Regions from separate parts of the Triticum aestivum genome. Here regions 2 and 3 are each linked to region 1. The links are chromatin contacts, called in public Hi-C maps. All regions are on one chromosome and are shown on one strand. Each heading gives the region's core, a stretch centred on a gene start, on an enhancer-like site or on the middle of the called end of the contact. The rest is flanking DNA. Distances are from core to core; before and after follow the strand shown.

Evidence for each region. A called contact is a pair of places that touch in the nucleus more often than the background predicts.
Region 2: a Hi-C map of leaf shows a contact between it and region 1, with 7 times the contacts expected there. The contact joins the promoter of LOC123188066 here to the promoter of LOC123188064 in region 1. A contact is called at or near these places in 3 of 5 Hi-C or Micro-C datasets (all in leaf).
Region 3: a Hi-C map of leaf shows a contact between it and region 1, with 4 times the contacts expected there. The contact joins the promoter of LOC123188065 here to the promoter of LOC123188064 in region 1. A contact is called at or near these places in 1 of 5 Hi-C or Micro-C datasets (leaf) and 1 of 1 datasets of contacts at active chromatin or transcription factors (leaf).

The regions. Positions count from the first base shown.
Region 1 is chr2A:146,528,285-146,531,110 of IWGSC CS RefSeq v2.1, reverse strand. It overlaps LOC123188064 (probable mitochondrial saccharopine dehydrogenase-like oxidoreductase At5g39410), which reads left to right and starts at 1,427. Exons shown (of 2, transcript XM_044600092.1): 1 at 1,427-2,233. The coding sequence starts at 1,562.
Region 2 is chr2A:146,935,035-146,937,860 of IWGSC CS RefSeq v2.1, reverse strand. LOC123188066 (probable WRKY transcription factor 3) reads right to left here and starts at 1,339. Exons shown (of 4, transcript XM_044600101.1): 1 at 1,056-1,339. The coding sequence starts at 1,235.
Region 3 is chr2A:146,807,104-146,809,929 of IWGSC CS RefSeq v2.1, reverse strand. It overlaps LOC123188065 (eukaryotic translation initiation factor 5A-2), which reads right to left and starts at 1,400. Exons shown (of 6, transcript XM_044600099.1): 1 at 1,131-1,400; 2 at 895-1,035. The coding sequence starts at 1,020.

The DNA.
Region 1 (2,826 bases), core at 178-2,677:
GGTCACTAATTGCTATTGGGAATACAACTTCTATTAGGAATACTTCAAACTGTAAAATGCACATACCCGACAAGTGATATGCATATGACCTGCATCACACACAACGGACGGGTGTGATACCACCCTCACGTGGTACCATGTCCACTCGTGATTTATGGTTTCATGCCTACATATAAGGCCAACTCCACCACACGACCTCAAATCGTCCAGAGTTGTTCGTTTGGGATAAAACATGGTCCAACGGGAGCATCCAAACGGACAAAGTTGTCCGTTAGCGTCCTTTTCAGTCCAGCCTGACTCTAAATCCAGACCAAACTTGGGCCATGAATGTGCCTGGACGGACAAAAACGAACGATCTCCTCGCTTCCTCTCGTCTGCTCATGTCCACCACTGGCCCACAGGTCAGCGACCCACACCGAGCCACTCGCGACCTTGTTGCTCTTGTTGCTCCCCCGTCGGCTGCCCGCCACCCGCCGCCGCCGCATCCGCCACTACGCGCCCCGTGCCCGCCGCTATGTCCGCCGTCGCCCACCGCCACGTCCGCAGTCGCCCGCCCCGCGCCCGCCGCCGCGCGCAACAGAAGCTGGATGCTAGTTAGCTAGCTAGCTAATACTAGTGCGTGTGCATCAGCAGCTGGGTGGTAGCTAGCTAGCTAAACTAGCGCGTGCGCAGCGGCGTGCTAGCACCAGCTCCGTGGCGTGGCTGCGCAGGCGTGACGCCGCAGCGGCGAGGCGTGGCGGGGTGGCCACGACGGAGGAGCTGAGGACGGGGCGGGACGGCGGCGAGGCAGAGGAGCTCGGGGTGGGGACGCACATTTCACGCGGCCCTGCACATCGCCACGCTCCCCTGGACGCGCCCCGCGCTGGAGGGCGACGGGACGGCAGCCCATGAACGGGCCGCAGCTGGAGATGCAACCAGGACCGGCGAGGGCGCGACTGAGGGTGCCGGCGAGGTGGGTCGGGGCGACGGCGGCGAGCTGCTACGCTGGCGCGGCAGCGGCGAGGCGGGGCAGAGCGGCCGCGACGAAGGAGCTGATGAGGGCGGGGCGGAACGGCGACGAGGCGGAGAAGCTCGGCACGGGGCGGAGGAGATCGGGACGGGGCGTATCCGTTTGAGGTCAGGACGGCTCGTACGCGTTGGGCGCGGATGCTCCAAGCGCTTGTCCGGAGGTGGACGTCCGCCAAATCGCACTCTAACGGACGTCCAAAAGACAGAAGCGGACGTTCATTTGGGGTCGTGCGATGGAGTTGGCCTAATATTCTTATTGTGACTGATGCTCGAGCAACACCACACCTGCTTTTTTTCAGATCGAGCTCCACACCTGCTAGCAAACCAACTGCGCATTGCATGCAAATTACCAGCAGCGAACAGCCACCTACCTGCAAGCTACGCACAACAAAACGCTGCGAGATCAGGCTTGAAAACGTGACGGCGTCCCTTCCCACAGCAACGTCAAAAGCGGTCGCACCGAGCAGGAGAAGCCAAGCCAAGCCGCCTCGCACCAGTTCTCAGTCCAACTCCAACGCGCCGCACCCGAGCGAGAGCCCAAACCCCCTCTCCCATGGCGGCGCCGGTGCCGCCGGGGCCGGAGGTGTTCGACGTCGTCATCTTCGGGGCCTCGGGCTTCACCGGCAAGTACGTCATCCGCGAGGCGCTCAAGTTCCTGCCCCCCAACTCCTCCCCACTCCGCACCCTCGCGCTCGCCGGCCGTAGCCGGGACCGCGTCGCCGCCGCGCTTCGCTGGGCGGCCGCGCCGGGGCCCGCCCCCGACGTCCCCATCCTCTTCGCCGACGCCTCCGACCCGGCCTCCCTCGCCGCGGTCGCCGCGCGGGCGCGCGTCCTGCTCTCCTGCGCTGGGCCCTTCCGCCTCCACGGCCGCCAGGTGGCCGCGGCCTGCGCCGAGGCGGGGGCCGACTGCCTCGACATCTCCGGCGAGCCCGAGTTCATGGAGCGCGTCGAGGCCGACCTCCACGAGGTCGCCGCCAGGAACGGGTCGCTGATTGTCTCCGCCTGCGGGTTTGACTCCATCCCCGCGGAGCTCGGGTTCTTGTTCAACTCCAGGCAGTGGAAGCCGCCCTCCGCGCCGCTGAGCGTGGTCGCCTACGTCAACCTGGAGTCGGACAGGAAGATCGTCGGGAACTTCGGCACGTTTCAGTCGGCCGTTCTCGGCGTGGCCAACGCCAGCGAGCTGCAGGCACTGCGCCGGTCCAGGCCAAGGCCGGCAAAGCCCAAGGTGAGTTACTACATTTCTTACATTGCAGTTTCGGAATTGATTTACTTATTTCATCACAGCAATCTGCTTGGATGGTAGTGATTCATGAGGGGATTAACAGTACCCCATCATAGGGATGAAACTAGAAGCTGGGGCACATCTAGATGTGCTCTAGTTAGTGCACATCTAAGTGACTCTATCAACATAAAAAGAGAAGGAAAAAGAAAAGAGAAAATACCCGCACAAATCTCCGCGTACAATCAATGACATAGAACTTATATGTGCAATACTTATGGCACATCTAGATGTGCTTTAGCAAACCCGTAGAAACTAATAAATTCAATTAGAAGGAGGAATTATGTCTTTCCTTATCCTGACTTTCATGATGAACGAACATACCGTAACACTGCTAATTGATAGCTTTGTTGGGCCAGATCCCTGATCCTTGTCTTTGCACCTACGAAAATCCTATTTCTACACAAGACTTTTGCGAAAACTGTACGTACTAGTTCTTTTTGAATTGTAACTACCCCACGGTTATAGCTAACCATCGGCAGATTGAACCAGAACGTAATGTTTTTTTGTATAATCTGTGCGTAGGAATAGCATTGCTC
Region 2 (2,826 bases), core at 90-2,589, 410 kb before region 1:
AGGGCGCGACAGTCGCGGTTGACGGGGCGGCGGTGGTGTGGGCCACAAGCGCCTGCCCGGGCGAAGTAGCAGCCGGCGGGAACGCGAAGAGGGAGCCGACGCTCCGTGTCCCGATCGGCGCCTGAAGGGAGGCGGCATCCAGCGGCCTCGAGAGAAGTGCCGCGAGGGAGGCCGGCAGAAAACCGGTGGCGGTGGAGCCGGACGCAGCGGCGGACGTCATAGCAGTCGGGCGACGGCGACGGCGGGCGCGACGGCGGCGGCGGTGGCGGCGGCGGCGGCGGCGGCGGTTTAGGGTTTTTAGGCGGAAGCGGACGTAACCTAGCGTGATACCACGTAAGACAATAGGTTTTGAGGGGAACCAGCACAACCCTTTAGGGGTGGCCTATCACATATATATATAATGAGGTGGTATACAACGTTACAATATACACATGTAAATACAGTCTAACAATCACAAATCTAATCCACCATCTAAGAAACATCAGGTTCTTGGAAAGATCGCCCGCCCACTGGCTGTCCTTGTCGATTGCGATGTTTACTTATCTACATATAATTCGACCTGGTAGCACGTGAAAAAAATGGGGACGCCCAGCACGTCATGTGCAGCTGTCGGCAGGCAGAAGGCGCACATCGGCGCCCTTGACAGTTACCAATCCACGGGCCGAGGCCGACCCGCGATTAACTTGACGCACGTGCAATGCAGGCCATTCGTCCCTGGAGAAGCTGGTCCCCTTCCGGCTGGGGCGCCCAGGGCCAATAATTCCAAGGAGCACGGGGCCGCAGGCCGCGGAAATTCCGATCCCGCGGCCTAAAAATAGCAACGCGGAGGGAGCTGGGTTGGCAACAGAAACAATAGAAGGGAAATCTACCCTGTTCATGCCGATTCAGTACTATACTGGTGGACTGGTGGTATAGTAATTATTACTGCAATTGGTAGTACGTCGAGCTAGGACAGATAGTTACGTAGTGTTAATTAATAATCAATCAAACAGGACAGCGGCAGCGAGCGTGGGATTAAGGGGGGAGGGAGCTGAGATGGGATCGGCCGTCGGTACCTGGGGGTACCCGAGGAGCGGCGGAGGGGAAGGGAGCTGCGCGAGGGATAGGGGTCCCCCGAAGAAGCCGAGCGCCGACGCGGCCAGCGGCGGCTGCTCGTCGGGGAAGAGGCCGTCGAGCGCGGGCGGGGCCCAGAGGCCGCCGCCGTCGCCGATGCCTGACCACTGCCCCGCCGCCATGGGTGAGTAGAGGAGCGTAGCGTACGCGCGCGTCGGCGACGAGCGAGTGGGCTGGAGGGAAGGAGGGAGGGGGTGGGTGCTTTCTGCTGTCGGATTGGTTGCCAAGTGGGACGCTGGGTATTTATTCCCCGGGACGGGACGGGAGGCGCGAGTGGGCGAGGCAACAAGAATCGCAAGGAGGGAGCTGAATGATTGGTGGCTCGTGCCACGTCAAGGGAGGGGGGAGCCCGCGGATCCGTCGCTCCCGCCCGCAAACGGAAGCGAGACTCAGATATTTTCGGAAACCGTGGCGGAGGCATTTGCCCATTCGTTCTAAACATGGCAAGCCGGACCTTAACAGACTGACCCAGGTACCCGTCCCGTGCAAGTTAAATTTCAGGTATTCTATCTGTTATATGATGATGGTATTATGTGCTTTGGCACTTTGATTATCTGCTGTGGAGGCAGAGACGCAATCCCTTGGTGTTCAGTTTGAGAGACGTACGCCGCACGTAGTGTGTCATCCGCCCTTGCTTTCGTTGGAGACGTGATTGTAACGTGATTGGTTGTCATTTCAAATGTGTCATCCGCTAACTGTAGACGCGTTCGGCGATAAGGGGCTCGTAAGGATGTGCGCGAAGTGTTATATCAGCTTTTTCTTAGGAGTTGTACATCACTACCGTGCACGTCTATTTCTTTTTTTTTATTTGCATGTGCTTTGTGCAAAATCTGGTCGAACATATTTATAAACCCTAAACGGAAGCGAAACTCGGATATTTTCCGAAACCGTAGCGGAGATATTTGTCCGTTCGTTCTAAACATGGCAAGCCAAACCAACAGATTGAGCCAGGTGTCCGTGCAAGTTAAATTTCAGGTATTTTATCTGTTGTGATGAAGGTATTATGTGCTTTGGCACTTTGATTATCTGTTGTGGAGACAGAGACGCAATGCCTTAAGTGTTTAGTTTGCGAGACGCACGCCGCACATAGTGTGTCATCCGCCCTCGTTCTTGTTGAAGACGTGACTGTAACGTGATTGATCGTCATTCCAAGTGTGTCATCCGTTAACGGTACACATGTTCGGTGATAAGGGGCACCTAAGGATGTATCTAGAATGTGATATCAACTTTTTCTTAGAAGTTGTTTTCCTTTGGGATAATAAATTTTATGCCCCTAGTTGTGTTCCACTATGCCTTTTCCCTTTAACCGGTTGACCATCACTTTAAAAACTTCATAACAAATTCATACTAACTTAGAAAAGGAAAATAAGATATCAAAATGTTCAAAAAAACATCACCTATATATGCATATCATTTGCATTCATGAAAAAAATGTTGGAAAGTCCTCATCTCAGTTTAAGCTCATACGATCATAGCATGAACAGTAAAATATGAAACAATTGTACATTGACCAGTGTTTTGAGTGATTGTCAAGTTTCATCAAGGAATGACATTCGTGGAAGTCGTGGCAAAAAGACAAAAACGATGCTCCAAAATGAAAGCAATTTGGGGTGCTGATTTTGTTTTGATTTTGCCGTGACTTCCACGAATGTCATTCCCTGATGAAACTTTGCATCAAAATATTTGTCAATGTTTTCCACAAAAATAGATTTT
Region 3 (2,826 bases), core at 151-2,650, 280 kb before region 1:
ACATACACACAGGAGTAGGTGAAGAAATATGTACTAAAAAGGTAAGGACAGCAATCACCATGGCACAACAAGCTAGATAAACATGGATAAATTAGTTTTAGCTTTTGAGTCAATTAACTGATTGTCCCTTACAAATTACAAGAAACAGACCAAATTTATGATCGAGGATTTCTTTGGAGAAGTCAAGGCAATAGATTGAGAAAGAAAGGTATTGTTTCCTTCGGAAGTTAGGTCTATGCACATGCAGGAAGCTTAAAATCTCCATCATATTCCATCCAAACATGTCGACAGTGCCCCTTACACTTCGATTACAATCTTAACTTTCTGACACGGAATAGCCAAATCACCCACTGTACAGATATAGTTTAAAGAGCCTGAGTGGAAATCCCTTTTTTGTTTTGGTTATCAAACTATTTCTACCCCGCAAAATACTAGGAAAATATTATTAAGATTACAGGAATAATGGACGTTAGCAAGTTTGGTTGTACAATAAAACATGTTTCTTAAAAGTTATCCCATCACATGATTTTTGTTTGGATCACAGGAAAGGGGATAGTACATCTTCCCCTGTTTCAAGACCCTCCTAATTAATCGTGCACAGTGCAGGGCAGATAGTGGCGAACATGGTCAAAATAGCTCCCCGCCCCTATAAATAACAACTCCACCCTTTTCCCTGGGGTCACCACCGATATGTCAACAAGTCAATCCACACTGATACGAAACGGAACCATCCGACGACAGCTCCCAAGCATTCTCAAACAGAAATAGCAGCATCCGGAGATAGCAACATCAGTATTCCTACATAGTACGGCGGCCATGAAGAGCAGCATCGGAATTGCGATCACACACACACACACAACCATCCAGCCGGGATCGAGGCAAGCAAATCCGTACCTTGCAGGGGCGGTTCTTGATGACGAGGAAGCCGCCCTTCCGGATGGCGCCGGCCTGCATAGGGTAGGTCTTGGACGCCCCGGCATCGGCCTTGGACTCGAAGTGGTGGTCCTCGGAGTCCGACATGGCGACCTTAATCACCTGCTAACAACAAGAAACCAAATACGAGCAACGAGATTAAGCTTCGAAGCTCCCAAATCAAGAAAGCTCGGCCAAATTCGGAACTGAATCGATACCCTGAATTCACCTGGGCTGGATGATGGATCAGGACGCGCGAGGAGGAGGAGGGAGGGAGGAAGGGGCGCTGATGATGATAAGTGATAAGCTCGCGCCGAATCCTAGGGTTCCAGCGCATTTATAGCACTGACAGCACGTGCTCCGGCCACACCTACCTACCTGCCTTTGCTGAGGATGACGGTGGGGTTGGAGATGGTGAGGGCCCGCGTCTCGGTGGAAGAGGACTTTTGTGAAGAGGTGGAGAGATCGGAGCCGTCGGTTTGGTCGAGGGATGGCTACAGGTGTACGGCTGCGGAAGGCAGGAATATCTTCGCGTTCGAACCACGCCATGAGGCGGCTCGAGCATCTTCCTCTCTGTTCTTTTCTCTGCTTTTCTTCTCCCTTTTTATGGCTTCTTTTCGCTGATCGGTGATCAGAAAACTCAAGTCAAATATCTAATTCCGATAGGATAGGGATTCCTTGGGAGGACGTCAGAGTGCACTACTCAGATTGGGATGATTGTTGCGTTGGATTGCGTATTCACATACGTGGTTAAAAAGAATGGGAATTGTTATTTGGCTGAGCGCTTCCCTTCGGAGGGCATGGCAAAATGAATGTTTTATCACTATTTATGTTGTCGTGAGGATGAAAAATTCCTTTGCCAAGCACGGCAAAGCCTGACAAAAAAACTTACGACTACGTAAACTGTCATAAAACAGTTTGTTGTGTCATGCCCTTCCAGAGAATGTTTGCTGGTTATGAAAACCCTAAAATTAACTGCACTAGCATAATGCTTTCCGCAGTACAAACCACAAAATTAGTTAAAATAAATTTGATAGTAGTATATATTACAATCAATGCACTTATAACACCGGAAAGAGAAACTCAAGCAAGCAGGCAACACTGCATTTGCGAGCACCGATTTGTGGCGGCAAAACCATAGCTAGATTGATTAGGACAAGGGGCGGCCGGTGGAGAGGGGTTGGGAAAGAGTGGCGACTGGTGGATGCATATTGGGGAGAAGCCATGACAGGAATTATTTGTACTTGATGGGTTGCCTCGTTCGGTTGTGCCATGATAAAAGAACTACCCACTGACATATACTTACAAAATACTTACTCAACCTGCTTGTTTTATCGTTATGGGTGTAGAGGCATGTGTGAGGATCAAAGCTTCCTAACTGCATTATTTACGGTTTTATGGGGAAACCTAAGGGGCATGATGTGTTCTAAATGGATAAGAGGGGTTGGGATGGAGTAGGGAGTAAACTCAAATCAAAGGAGTCTGATGGGTTCTATATGGATAGGGACTAAGGAGAATGAGGTGGAGTGGAGAGTTAAATCTTCCAAACTGGATGGGTCTGGTGGGTTCTACATAAGTTGGGGTGGAGTGCGAAATGAACTCACCACCACCACCAGTTCCCAGGTTATATCTATACTGTTATAAAGCGTATTAGTTTTGATGGAACTCAAACATCAATCTTTATCGTTAGTCTTCTAAATCTAGCGGCTGGGAGTTTGTGGGATTCACGATGAATAGCAGCCTACTGCTATTTGTTCTATAGACACCGATATTTCCTCTTAACAAAGTGGGCCCATGCATCTTGGATCAAGTTGGGTAGGTGATGAGCGTCCAGTTAAAAATGAACGCGGATTGCACCCGTGCAAATTCCTACTTTTACTATTGGATTGTACTACCTGGTGAACGTTTCATTTT